Linked DNA regions of Mus musculus: regions 1 and 3 are each linked to region 2. The links are chromatin contacts, called in public HiChIP or PLAC-seq and Micro-C maps. All regions are on one chromosome and are shown on one strand. Each heading gives the region's core, a stretch centred on a gene start, on an enhancer-like site or on the middle of the called end of the contact. The rest is flanking DNA. Distances are from core to core; before and after follow the strand shown. Region 1 holds the start of Podxl2 (podocalyxin-like 2). Region 2 holds the start of Mgll (monoglyceride lipase). Region 3 overlaps Kbtbd12 (kelch repeat and BTB (POZ) domain containing 12).

What was found. Hi-C and Micro-C count contacts between places; a contact is called where the count stands out from the background. HiChIP or PLAC-seq counts read pairs in DNA pulled down with a chosen protein or histone mark.
Region 1: a Micro-C map of embryonic stem cells shows a contact between it and region 2, with 4 times the contacts expected there. The contact joins the promoter of Podxl2 here to the promoter of Mgll in region 2. A contact is called at or near these places in 3 of 39 promoter capture datasets (the C10 cell line, the SN4741 cell line and hematopoietic stem and progenitor cells), 1 of 484 Hi-C or Micro-C datasets (embryonic stem cells), 1 of 115 datasets of contacts at active chromatin or transcription factors (embryonic stem cells) and 4 of 9 other capture datasets (adipose tissue, embryonic stem cells, liver and 1 more).
Region 3: a contact with region 2 is called in an H3K27ac HiChIP or PLAC-seq map of epiblast stem cells. The contact joins the enhancer-like site here to the promoter of Mgll in region 2. A contact is called at or near these places in 19 of 39 promoter capture datasets (3T3-L1-derived adipocytes, the C10 cell line, the HPC-7 cell line and 13 more), 1 of 15 datasets of contacts at CTCF or cohesin (large pre-B cells), 23 of 484 Hi-C or Micro-C datasets (B cells, the HL-1 cell line, Sertoli cells and 14 more), 8 of 115 datasets of contacts at active chromatin or transcription factors (astrocytes, embryonic stem cells, epiblast stem cells and 2 more) and 3 of 9 other capture datasets (adipose tissue, liver and macrophages).

Annotation. Positions count from the first base shown.
Region 1 is chr6:88,873,075-88,877,801 of GRCm38.p6, forward strand. Podxl2 (podocalyxin-like 2) reads right to left here and starts at 1,972. Exons shown (of 8, transcript NM_001347327.2): 1 at 1,845-1,972. The coding sequence starts at 1,905.
Region 2 is chr6:88,722,488-88,726,798 of GRCm38.p6, forward strand. It overlaps Mgll (monoglyceride lipase), which reads left to right and starts at 1,925. Exons shown (of 8, transcript NM_011844.4): 1 at 1,925-2,084; 2 at 3,214-3,358. The coding sequence starts at 3,234. Gm26588 (a long non-coding RNA gene) reads right to left here. Exons shown (of 5, transcript XR_377840.3): 2 at 4,044-4,311.
Region 3 is chr6:88,555,804-88,560,507 of GRCm38.p6, forward strand. The region is part of intron 5 of Kbtbd12 (kelch repeat and BTB (POZ) domain containing 12); the gene reads right to left. Among named protein-coding and RNA genes, the nearest start is that of Sec61a1, 39 kb to the left of the region's middle. Within about 2 kb of position 2,423, at least 22 of the 459 cell types and tissues checked have an H3K27ac peak or open chromatin away from gene starts, as enhancers often do. A contact at or near this core is called in cerebellum and epiblast stem cells, where this site is marked.

The DNA.
Region 1 (4,727 bases), core at 722-3,221, 150 kb after region 2:
GTGGCTGGGCAGCATCTGCCACTCTGCCCCCACAGCCCGGAGTGGCAGCCACAACAGAGATGCACCCCCACCCCACACCCCCATCCCCCACCCCCACCCGACTCCACTGATGTTTGCCGCTGAGAAAGAGTGCATGAGTGAAGCGTTCTTCTTTCTACACAAAGGTGTAGAAAGGAGGCACGCTGATAGACACACGTGTGCCTGCACAGAGATGGGGGCATACAAACGGGGTGAGGGAGAGAAGAGGAAAGGAGGGACCCTGATTGTCATCCCACTGGTCACCAGGATGGGGTCATGAGAGTCAGGTCTCCATACTGACTTGCACTGCTGGCAGAGATGGTGTGGTCCCTACCTAGAGAGAGAGAGCAGACCTCCCAGAGCTTTGCAAAGATCTGGGTGGTCTGTGTAGATGTCCCAGGCCAACATCAATAGACACTTCCCCATAAAATGTGCCCAGGGCAGGCACAGCAGTGTGAGGGGTCAGTTACCTCTCTGACTTTTTGTTTTATTTATCTATCTATTTATTTAGAGACAGGGTCTTGCTCTGCAGCCCAGACTGGACTTGGATTCCCAATCCTCCTGCCCCTTAGGTTCCAAAGAGCTGGAATTACAGTTAAGTACAACCCTAATCAGCGTTCTCCCACCTCCGCCCTTCTCCAGACATTTTCCTGGTGTTCTATCATTGACAGTCTCAAAGTAAGGGCCCACCACCTATTCATATCAAACAAGGTCTTCACCTGACTTCACATAGACGCCTCCTCGAATTTGTATACATTACACTGGGTGGGTTTTGGTGGGGTAACTGCCTGAGCACTAGTGGCCAGTCCCATGCCTGTCTCCACTGGAGGGGAAGCGACGCAGTCGAGGACACGCGTTCACCAAGTCTTGTAGCCCACCCAGCCCAGCACCCTGCTCCTGCCCCAGGCCCACCTTAGGACAGGGTCCCAGCTCCGATCTTCCCTGAGAAAGCTGCTCTCCCATGTCCTGGTCTGACCCACCTTTGCAGTCAGCCTTCCTCCCTCCCCTTCTGTGGTGGCGGCTTGCCTCTGAGCCTGTCAAGCTTTTGTGCCCGCCCCCTACACTCGCACACACCCCTGAATCCCATGTCTACCCTGAGAAGCTGTCTCTTTCTCCCTCACACACATATTTCTTACCTGCCTCAGGCCCCGACCTGTCACACGCCCACACTAACGAGGTATCCGGAGTGACTGCTGAATGAAAACCACGTACCCGAGTCTCACACACAGCCCCATATGGCGGCAGTCGCTGTCGCAGACCTACCCCTTTGTCAGCTCCTAATAAAGTTGCCCCGCGCAGTCGAGGACACGCGTTCACAACGACACGCACACGCCTTCCCAGGCAAGCTCCACGCACATGTAAACATCCACCTCGGCCACGCAGCTCTTTCTTTCTCGGCCCTCGGCATCCCCGGCCCACGCGCTTTGGGTACCCGCCGGACCTTTACGATGCGATTTCTCCAAGGGTGTCACCCGTGCGCTCTCGCCTCCCTGCTGAGCTTCTCTACACCCTCGCGCGCACACACGCACACGCCCCTCTGCTCCTTGGCCGCAGACTGGTCACCTGTCACCTGTCACCTGGCGAGGGGTGGGGCGCGGACACCCTGGTGCAGCGGCCCCGCCGCCGCCGTCCTCGAGCGCGCGCGTGGCACGGAGCATCCAGCGCCCAGGACAGGGCGCCTGGGGGGTCCCCGCGCCAGGCCCCGCGCCGCCGCCTCCTCCCCGCGCGCGGCCGACCCCGCGCGCCCCACAGCCTTTGTTCTGCGGCGCTGCCAGCACTGGCCCGTGGCGCGCTGCGCCCTCGCGGCTTGGCCCGGCCCCACTCACCGGCGGCCAGCAGCAACAGCAGCGGCGGCGGCAGTCGGGCGGCCCGCAGCGGCCGGGCCATGGTGCAGCGTTGCCGCCCGCAGCCGCAGCGCCGCGGCGCCCGGGCCGGCCTCGGGGGCGCGCAAAGCGAAGGCGGCGGCGCGCGTGCGCCCCGTTGGCCTGCGTACCCGCCACTCACGCGCTCATCCGCCCAATCGATGCAGCGGAGGGATCGGGGGCGGGACCCTATTGCGGAGTCCGGCTTCGCACCTGCACCTCGGGCCTCGAGCACTTCGCCACCCGGGGGGGGGGACCTCCCTGGGAAGCGGGTCCCGAACCTTTTGTGCAGCAGACCGGGCCCCAGTTACAGCGAAGGAGACAGAGGCCAGGATCAGCAGGGACCTGTTGGGGCACGTGGCCTGGGGATCCTGAAGGCCGGAGAGGACCAGGCTTTGGTGAAGGGACTGGGCAAGAGCAGAGAGCTGAACTCTGTGCCGGGTGTAGTTTATTTTCATTTTATGTGTGTGAATGTTTTCCCTACATGTACATATGTGCACCACGTGCGTGTTTGAAGTCCACTGATGGTTGTTGAGCCACCATGTGGGTGCTGGGAACTGAACTTGGGTCAGTCCATGCTCTTAACCTCTGACCCACTACAGCTTCCAGGGGTAGTTTAGACCCCCAATTTCCAGTTGGCTTTCACAGCCTGAGGAGATTTGTCCTTGTCTTCAGACATCTTGTGGGAGTCACCTTTCTCTCTAGCCAGCGCTTCTCCTTGACTTCAAGTTTCTTTTTGTGCCAATATGGCAAATCCGACAGGCATTGCTCTTCCTAAGTGTCAGGAGGGCAGGAACATTCCTCAGCATGTTCCAGAGCCACAAGTGTAGGAAGGCAGGTTAAGCACAAACGGAGGCAGAGGGGACCTTCTATGGAGACATTTATAGGATGCATGGATGTTGGGTAAGCTGGGTTTTGGCGAAACCATTCTAGATACAGAGAGAAACTGTGGCAATTCTCAGATAGAAAGATGTCTCACTTCTTTAAGTGACAGTGAAAACACTGACTGAAGCGTGACTGTCCCACGCCTGTAATATTTGTACCGCACTAGAAGGGATTCAGGTTAAGACCAGGGCAGTCTGAGCGACATAAGATTGTCTGGTGGGGGAGGGGAGCTAGAGAGACAGCTCCGCACAGAGTTTGTGGCTCTTGGAGGACCCAGATTTGGTTCCCAGCACCCACACTTGCTACTGTCTGTAACTCCAGCTCCAGGAAACCCAGTGCCTAGTCTTCTACTAGATTGAATCAGTCTGTACTTAAAGGCATGCTGTGTTGGGAGAGAGACTCTAGGTTTGTGTTTTAAAAAAGAAGAAAAGGCTTTGGACTCCTTCCGAAATAATAAGGATCAGACTTGACAGAGGGCGACTCCCTGAAGATCTTGGCTACAGACAAGAAGAGGAAGACTGGCAAGATCAACAAGATGGGTAATGTATACACTGATCCCTATACTTGGGGACAGCTCTGGGACTTAAATGTCTATATACAGACAACAAATTGTATTGACTACAAAATTCTCAGGGCTTATTATGACATACCATCTTTTCAGATAGTGTAAATGGAGATTTGAGTTTGATTATATGATCAGACTAACTTCTAAAGAAAGACAGTTGTCTTTCACCTGTTCAAACAGCAGAAAATCATTCTTAATTGATCTCCGCACCCCGCACTTTCAATGCAAATGTCGATAAGGTTTGTATATTGCAGAATGGAAGACCAAGAAGGCAGCCCTGACAGGATTCACCCTCGAGGATCCTGAGCTACTGAGACCTACTGTTCCAGCTTCTTGCTTGATCCTACTTCAGCTGTATCAAAGCTATTTCCTCTAAAGACTTGCTTCCGGGACATTTTCAGAATAATTAGCTCACTTGGCCCAGCCTTTCAGACTGTTCCAGTCAGACTTCATTTAAGCCTACACTTTCTCAACATACAGAGACTGGACAACAGATGCTACAGCTAGCTTTCTTAAGAGTAACTGGTTTTAGCCGGGCGTGGTGGCGCACGCCTTTAATCCCAGCACTTGGGAGGCAGAGGCAGGCAGATTTCTGAGTTCGAGGCCAGCCTGGTCTACAAAGTGAGTTCTAGGACAGCCAGAGCTACATAGAGAAACCCTGTCTTGAAAAACAAAAACAAACAAGAGTAACCGATTGATTTTGTTTTGGTTTTGTTTTTCTAATTTTCTTGGGTCCTCCAAAAGGAATTCTTTGCTTCAGTTCAGCAGGAAACAATTACAAGGAGACTGTCATCCCTGTCCCTTAAGTTGGGATGGATGGTTTTGGTCATTTTATGAGTTATAGATATGTTGTCATTTTAGGAGATGGTATACAAATAATTGTGGTCTTGAATAGGGAGGAAACAAAATAAAGAGGTTAGATTCGGGATTTCTTTTCTCTTTCCCTTCCTTTCCTCAGTCTTCCTTTCTTCCTTAGGTAAGGGAAAGGAAATTGAAAAGAAAAAAATGAGGAGGAAACCTCTAATTGAGTTTAAATATTTACTACATGTGGGTACCTGAACATACATGGCACTTATTCACAGAAACATGCACACACACACACACACACACACACACACACACACACACATGTAAATAAAGCATAAAGAGACTGGATATTGGCTTAAATGTTAGGGACACCTACTGGCTCTTACAGAGAACCTGGTTCTGTTCCCAGCGCCTAAATAATGATTTAGAATTGATGTTAACTCTAGCTCCAGGGGATCCGGCACCCTCTTCTGGCCTCTGTGGGCACCACACATGCATACAGTACACAAACATGCAGGCAGACACTCATATACATAAAGTCTAAAAATAAACCAAAAATCTTTTTTAAAAATATTTACACCGGGCAGTGG
Region 2 (4,311 bases), core at 675-3,174:
ACTCTCTTAACTCTCTCTCTGATCAAGCGGGAGCAACTCTAGATTCAGGGGAGACTCTGTTGACAGCTCAAGGGACCGTTCTTCTCAAAACTCTCAAACCATTGAAAGTCACAAAACACCAGTGCTAGGAACATTCAAACCCGTGGCTTCAGGACCCTGCTACCCTTGCTCTCAGTAAACCACAGCTGAAGTGAATAGTAAGGATACTGTTAAGGCCCAGTCCAGCTTTGAGAACAGGCTCCCAGTCCTTCGCCTGAGCTTGCTTACCCTAATCCTGACCTGCCAGGAAATACAAAATCAACTCCAAGAAGTCATTTAGCCACTCCTTCTGTGTCCAAGCCCTGGAGACCTGCCTAAGGCAGAGGGTGAGCTAGGTCCTTCTGCATGGCCTGCAACCAATCTGTCTTTCAGAGACCCCTTTTACCATTCAAGTCAAGTTAGATTGCAGCCTCACCTTAGGTGGACACTACCACTGTGCTGCCCTGACAATGATACTATTCAACCCTGCTATTTTGCAAAGTGGTTGGCCAAGAAGAAAGCCCTGGAAAGCCTGAGGAGATGGGTGTGGGTTGGGGTCATCCTTCCTCTGCAGCTGTCACTCACAGGTGGCAGGCATAGGACACAGTGGACAGGCTGTAAATTTAGTGCTGGATTCCAGACTCCACAGCCACATAGGCAGCTGTGCTAGTGGGACCTGGATCCTGGGGCACCTAGGGGAAATGGTTTCATGCAGTGTGTGTGTGTGTGTGTGTGTGTGTGTTTGCTTGCAGTATGTCTGCTTCCTTCTCAGAGCTCTAAGCGCTTGTGCGTGAATGTCACGCATCTTTAGCTCTCTGGGTGTATATGGTGTGTTGTTTTTCTCTGTTGTGAACAAAAACATGGGGAAAGGAGCTACTTCTGCTGCTGAGGCGGAAAACTAAAGGGAAGCTGTGTCTGCTGAGATTAGCTGGCTGATTAAAGTTTCAGTACTATGGAGAGGTTGGAATGTTCCAGGTCCAGAGGCAAATTACTTTATTTTGGGCTAAGTTCGGGCCCTCAGGAACAGCCATTTCTTTCTTGCCCCTCTTTGTTAGAACTAACTTCTTGAGGCAATAGATGAACACTGTTTAACTATTGATTTAACACGATAGTTAGCTTCTACAAATCCAAAAGTTAGCAATGCTATCAGATAGCATTTTGAGCCTATAGGAACACTTTCCCATTTCACTGTTACCTGACTCTCTGTTGTACCCACCAATGTATTTTAAACTTGCCTTGATATACGGCTTTATCTGTTCTGTAAAACTATTTTAAAAACAAAACAAAACAAAACAAAAACCAAAAAAACCCAAAAAACTTCCCGAAACTGCTTTCACATAGGAACATGGAATTAGGGGTAACTTAAATCTGTGTTTCCAGCTCATGGTCATTCAAAATGGCTCCAGAATAATCTTTTCCCCTGTAAGATGAGAGCTGTGGTTTCTGCGCTGACACTCACTGTGTGTGTGGTGTGTTGTTTTTATCTGTGTGCATGGTGTCTAGGGCGTGTGCGTCCATGCTGTGTGTTTGTATTCATGTAGTAACTGTGACATTCACTTGTACCTCTGTGTGTAGTTTGTATCTGGGGAAGGGTCCTGAGGATGTGTCCTTGTGGGTGTGCCTACACCTGTGCTATCTGAATGTGGGTCTCGCACGTGTGCAACTGTAAACATGTGCATGCAGTTCTAGTGAGCGTGTTTCTGCTCCGGGGACCAGTGTGAGGGTCTGTGTTCTCGACTGTGCGCATGGGCTGGAAGGGCCCCATAATTCGGTTCAGTGCCCCGTGAAGGTCCCCCACGCGGCCAGGAAAAGCGCGAGGCAGGTCGGCGGGCGATGCCCCGCTCCTCCCCGGGGGCCGGGCACACGTGGGGCCCCGGCGCCGCCTCCCCGCGCGTCCCCACCCAGCGGGCCGCCCCCGCCGCCGAGCGGCTGGGGATAAAGTGGCGGCGCAGACGCCGCGCCCTATCGCTGCGCAGCCGGCCGCGCGCAGTAGTCTGGCTCTAGCCCGCCGCAGACCCGGACCCGCGTGGTGCTCGGGGAACGTGACAGCGGCGCTCGTGGCCCGGGTAACTGCCTCCCGCCCCTGCCTCAGGATAGGAGCCGCCGCCAGGGGTCCCCTGCGCGCGTGTGCGTGCGCACGAGTGTGCGCGCGTGTCAGCGTGTGCGCGTGAACGCGCCCCTCGCGCCCTCGCACCAACCCCCAAACAGACTTGTGCCCGTCAACTGCATCTTCCCAGACCGGTGTGGGAACAACGGCCAGGTCCACGTCCTGTGTGGCGTGCCGATGACAGCCGCGAGGTTTCCTTCCCTAAGCGGTCGCGGGCGGGCAAGAGGCAAAGTTTGTCGGAGAATCGGGGTGACTTTGCTCGGGGACCCGCATCTGCGCGAATGCGCGGTGCCGCGGAGCGCGTCTCGCAGCAGCTCCGGGCTGGGGACCGGCTGTCCCTCGCTCCCGGAACCCCTTCAGGGGTGTGTTCTGGAAAAGTGGCGACATGAGCTAGAGCTGGAGCAGCAGGAGGGAGCAACTCGCACCCCTGCAGCCCAGGCGGGGAGGGCGCGGACCCCGTGGTGCTGCCCTGCGGCCGCGATGAGGGAACAGCCCTCGTTTGCCTGGCGCTGATACTCGAGGCTGTGGCGGTAGTGGAATGCAAAAGCCAAGACTAATGGAAACAGGTTTGTCATGGCATCTTTGGCATTCAGAAGGGAAAAATCGCTTGGGGCGCGTCACCTACTTATTATGCCCCCTGAAACCCGCACAGTGGAGATTTTAGGAGAGATGGGTCCTTGCAGCTGGGGCTTTGTACCCACGGAACTGACTGTAATTTCCGCTTGATTACAGCTAAAATAGTCTTTAAGATGAAGTTTCCTGAGATGATTTAAAATAAACACAGATGGGAGGGGGGCTATACTGAGGCACTTTAAAAAAATAAAGTGAGCATTTTCTTAAGGACAAACAGGACTTTTCAATCTTGAAGGGGTTTGCAAGAGATGTATGTAATTTTAAAATATATATATCAAATTGGGGTTTGGTGGGGTTTTTTTTGTTTGTTTGTTTTGTTTTTTGTTTTTTGTTTTTTGTTTAATTGCCTAGAAAAGAAGCCACAGCCACAGTCCTGACTCAAAAAAGGCTTTCTTTCCTCCCATATGGACATAAGTGTATTTCTGACTTTAGAATATGTCCACCTTTCTTCCAAGGGCCTAAAGACCCCTGCAGGATGCCTGAGGCAAGTTCACCCAGGCGAACTCCACAGAATGTTCCCTACCAGGACCTGCCTCACCTGGTCAATGCAGACGGACAGTACCTCTTTTGTAGATACTGGAAGCCCAGTGGCACACCCAAGTAAGTCCTCTCCTCTTCGTCCTCCTTCATCGCACCTGCTCCTCCTCCTCCTCCGTCATCATGAGGGCCACCCTTTCCGTGACCTGCCTCTCATGTCACTGACACCCCTGGCACAGCGGTGTTAGCAAAGTTGTGAGCTATACTTTATGCTTTTCTTTAAAATGACGGCTCAAGAGTTCTCTTTTCACTACAACTAGGATAGGAGTCCACTGTCTGGCAGTTTTCAAAGATTCATATGACTTTTTTTTTTGTACCAGAATTGATTCCCTGTTGCAAGCATTTATTTAAAAGCAAACCCAACAATTTAAAAAAAAAAAAAAGCCAGCGAATGCATAAGAAAACTAAAATTATATGTGCGCGTATCTGTCTTTTTAACCTCTGCTGTGTGCTCCTGCTTAGTTCTGAGCTTCAGAGATGACACCCAGCTAGCTGGGAGGAGAGGGGCCTGGGGTCTCCTTCTGGTTTCTCGCCAGCTCAGTGACTTTCCTATCCAGGATCTGCCTTGCTGCTGGAGACAGACTGGGGCTGTGCCCAGCCCCGCAGCTGCTCCCCACCACCCTGTTCCTCTTGGGTGAAGCAGGAAAAGCCCGGCTTGTTTGTGATAATCAGGGAAGAGAGTAGCTGTAGCAACCTTGGCCTGGTGACTAGTCACTGTTTCCTGTTCCTTGTTTTGGGGAAAGCTTACCTGCTCCATGGGCCTCTTGTCTCCCAAGGGGTCCTGGTGGGTATGAACTGTGCTCCCACCGTGGCTCTGGGGTTACCCAGTTGTAGCTCTCTCAACAAGGTGGGTGCAATCCAGAGGGATTCCTATTAACAGTGCAGAAGGAGTGACTTTAATGCCCTAGCTTCTGTGCAGCTACACCAAGTTGTGTGTTTTCAAAGTGGGCAGTGGTGCATAGGCTGGTTGGTGATTGTTCCTGCCAGCTCTTGGAGGAGAGTGTGCCCGGGTGTGC
Region 3 (4,704 bases), core at 1,173-3,672, 170 kb before region 2:
GAAGGACAAACACTTTCAATTGTGCAAGTTTGCCTGGTGTCAATAAAAAGACGACGTTAATGGGCACTAGTTGGTAATTAGCTGTTGAGATAATGACCTGGTCCTTTGTATAACCATTTGAGAAACATTCACTGGTTTCATCATTCATGGGGAAGGCAATGGGTGCAGACAAGCTAATCAACTTGCCTAGTGGAACACTGCTTTGAGTGAGCTAGATAGTATGATCAGTGAGTTTAATCACAGAAACACGGAACCCTGTGTCAAACAAGTAAAAGTACGCATCCACCCAAAAATTCTAGAGTGTGTGCATTAATGAACCATGGCTTGGGGCGAGAGAAAATCTCAATAGAGCAGAGATTACAGAGGGCGTGTACCTGCCCAGAACACAACTGAATTCAGATTTTACCGCAGAAGGACAAACAGCGGGATGGAGATGGGAAAGAACTGTCAGAGAGGCTTCCTGATGCCACCTGGGATCTGGTGTGACAAGGCAGTAGGATCGTTAGGTAATACAGCAGCATGGGGACGAGGCAGGGTGGGGGCAGGGCTAACCCAGCCACCCAGTAAAAGATGTCTGCTGAAGTATAGGTGAGGGAAATGGCCTGACTCTTACATTTCTCTAACAGTATTTCAGATAGAGCAAAAAGAGAAGTCAATTTAGTGGGGCCCTGTCTCCAAATAAAAAGTTGGGGAAGAAAAAGAGGGTTGGTGATATAATAGCTCAGTGGTAGAGCAGGGCCTGGCATGCATCAGGCCCTCGGTTCAATCCCCAGTACAGAAAAAAAGAATCAGTATGACCTTGATGAAATTTATATGCTACAATTCTAGGTCAAATTGGAAAGGGTTTACAGCTTAGCAGCGACCCTAATTAGACACTAATTAGATATACTTGCCAATCTTGGGAGCTGGGGAGGCTTTATTATCTTTTGAAATCCCAGTGACTATACTAGCCTCATGGAAAGCAGGAAGTCACGTTGGACTTCTGACCTCAAATCAAGAACTTTCAAAAGTGTGACAGAGTCCTTTGCGCCAAGTTGAAAACTGTTTCTGAGAGTTTCTCTGGTGCTCTTCGGAGCTCCTTCCCGCTCCTTCCCTGTCCTCTGATCCGGGTGCTGAATCCAGTGCTGTCCCTGTCTTTTCAAATATGCCTTCAAGCGTCTCTTCTGCGTGCTCTACCTCCATTTACAGGGTTTCTGGGATGACTCTGAACTCCATACTCTGCCATTTCAAAGTTGGATACTGTTTTAACTCAAGACTCGTTTGGAATGTTTAAGAGTTTGCAGCTGAGGGCTGGAGATGGCTTAGCAGTTAAGAGTGAGGGTATGTCCACTGCTCTTGTAGAGGACCCAGGTTCAGTTCCTAGCAGCAAGTTGGAGGGCTCACAAAAACTGCTTGTTATTTGAGCTATAGGAGATGTGGTGCCCTCTTCTAGACTGTATGGGTATTGTATCCGTACATGAACACACACAGACATGCTCGTGAACACACATACTTGAAAATAAAATAAAAAAAATTTAAAAGCTGATAGGCTCACCACTGAGTTTTAAAGATGAACACAATGGTATTTGTCTATCCTTTGATCATAAATTTAAAAAAAATAAAATTTACTTATTGTGTGTATGTGTGTGAGTAGTTGGCTCTCCTCCCCCACCACCCTTGTCCCACTATATGGGTTCCAAGTATTGTATTTGGGTTGTCAGTCTTGGTGACAAGGACAGCTTCATCAGCCCCTGAGCTATTATTTAACTAGCTTTAAAAAATGTTAGCATTGTGGACAGATGTACAGTTTCTGTAACTTCTACTGTTGTGTCACCTTCCGAGTGGCAGGAAGGATGCCTGGCCCTACCGTGGGGGTATGGAGTATGGGTGCAGCAGGAGGGAGCCTTGCACTGCCTCAGCAAGAATAGGAGAGGCGTGGCCAACCGACAGCAGCCCTGCACAGCTGGAGTCATCCTGTGGGTTCATTCTGCAAGCTGATGTAACTGCTCCTGCTCTCTGGGACTGTCAGGGATGTGCTTTTTAGCACAGCCACACTCAAGATCTGGTTTTCTTTTGTCTTTCTGGGAAGAAGGTCCCTGAGTCTACATTTAGATGAAAGTAGGCAGACCTCTCATTGCTGCCTTTTCTGGATTCACTTCCCCATCTTCCTCATGCTGTATTTATTTTAAATACATGTGTGTTGCCATTGTTCCCAGGAGCCTGTTATTCCAGACATGGGATAAAATCACTGTATTAGTCTTAAACGGAAGGTGATAGCAGATAGGCTCTCCCTCAGAGAGGAGGTGCACTATCACACACCCTCTGTGTGACCCCAGGTTGTCACCACCCCCAACAGGTTGGTGTGGCAGCTTGGTTCATCCTCTTGGTGTCACTCTTGGTACTCTTCTAAGCTCAGGGCTTGGAGAACCAGGAAAGGGGCTGGCACTTGAGATGACCTACTTAGGATGAAATATCATCACACTAGCAAGGAAAAGGCACAGGAGGCAGAACCCCATGTCAGCTCTTTTCAATCCAGGTACTCCCCAAAAATAGATGCACCACATGCGGCAGTATCATATTCCCTGAAGGAGTCAGGCAAGCCTGAGTGGCATGTCTCCAGCAGCCAGTGGTTCAAGAAAACTGTCTCATAGGAAAATGGGCTCTGCTATACCAAGGAGTAAATGAGATATGGGCATGAGGTTTGAGGTAAAGAAGGCAGTGGAAGCCCATGTATGCGGCAGACTGCCTTGGGATACACCCCATGCTTTTTAGGGCGTGCTCTGTGCAGTGAAAGTACTTCAGTGGAAACATCAGGGACCATTTTCATCTAGGTGTTATTCTTTTTTTTTTTTTTTTTTTGGTTTTTTGAGACAGGGTTTCTCTGTATAGCTCTGGCTGTCCTGGAACTCACTTTGTAGACCAGGCTGGCCTAGAACTCAGAAATCCGCCTGCCTTTGCCTCCCGAGTGCTGGGATTAAAGGTGTGCGCCACCACACCCGGCTAGGTGTTATTCTTAAAGTGATTGGAAAAGTGGGAAGAGTGTTTGGGGAGACTGTACACTGTTTTCCACTGATTTTCAGTGAAATGCTGACTTGCTGGGTTTCATTATAGGAATAGTATTACTATTTAATTTTTTTTTAGATTTATTTTTTTCATTTTAAATTCTCTCTGTCTCTCTTGCATCCATCTGTCTGTCTGTCTGTCTGTCTGTCTGTCTGTCTGTCTGTCTCTCTGTGAGTCTCTCTCTCTCTCTGGGAGTGTGTGTGTGTGTGTGTGTGTGTGTGTGTGTGTAGTGCCCACAGGAGCCAGAAGAGGATGTCAGGTCCCCTGGAGTGATAAGCAACTGTGAGCTGCCTCACTTGGGTACTAGGAACTGAACTCTGGAAGAGTGGTACCCACTACCGAGCCAAGCCAGCCCTACAGAAATGGTATTGAGGACATTTCCCACTGACTTCTGTAAGATGAGCCTTGCCTCTGTTGTGCTGATTTCTACTTTATTCAGTTTCTGTTCTGTGCCATTGTTGTCATCGATGTGACTGAACACCTGACAAGAAGTATCTTAAGGAGGAAGGATTTTTTTCCTGAGCTCAGAGTTTCAGGGAACATAGTCCATCATGCTGGTGGCTTCATGGTGGTGGGAGTGAACAGTGTCTTGCTCTGTCATGTGTAGGCAGACCAGGAAACAGACTAAAAGCAGGATGGGCCATAAACTGGAGGTCTCCTCCGCCAGAGACCCTCCCACCTAAAAGTGACATAGTCTCCTAAAACAGTGCCAGCAGCCGGGGACCAAGTCTTAACACATACGATCCTGAGGGGAGCAGATCACAGAAAAACTGTAACATAGATTTATTTCAATTCCCACCTCACTGTGAGGTGTGATCTGCATTCTTCCCTGCTAGTGAACGGCTCTGCAGAGGGGAAGGAGCCCCCTCACTGCCTGTGATGCTCTGGCCTACTGGATGTGCGAATCAACAGAGAAGTGTCCAGCCTACTTTGGCTTATTCTCAGTCAGGGATGTGACCTGCTCTTCTGGTGGTAAGTGAATTGCCTGTCAGTGAAAGCAAAGGATTAACCAAACCCTGACTCAGGAAGAAGGAGGGGGAAGAGGAGCGCTGTGACCAGCAGGTGACAGTCTGTCCACAAGGATAAAAGAGCAGCAAGCGCTCTGCAGGCAGAGTGGGAAGGAGAGGGTCTTCATGATCCCACAGGGCACACAAGATGGGATCACACGGACAGGCGTGTGTGACAGCATTCTTGCCTGGACCACACATTTAATTAGTTAAGAATTTCATAAAATTGAAAGAATGCACCTATACAATTATTTTTGATCCCAGGGACAATTAGCATTCCATTGATGGACTATAAACCAATTCCTACCTTTTCTAAGTTTATTTCTAAGAGTATTTGTAGTCCTGGCTGGCCTGGAACTTGCTATGTAGACCAGGCTGGCCTTGCACTCATAGTGATCCACCTGCCTCTGCCTCCCAGTGCTGTGATGAAAGGGCATGTACCACAAAGTCCAGCTAGGAATGTTTCTATAAAGTCATGCAGAAGCATTAAAGTAGCAAAACAGGGTCTGGAGGGATGGCTCAGCAGTACTCTTCCAGAGGTCCTGGGTTCGGTTCCTAGCACGCACATGGCAGCTCACAGCTGTCTAGCTCCAGTTCAGTTGGTGTGCTCGCTGCACTGTTGAGTTCTATTCCCTCCGTGGAGTCTACCACCTCT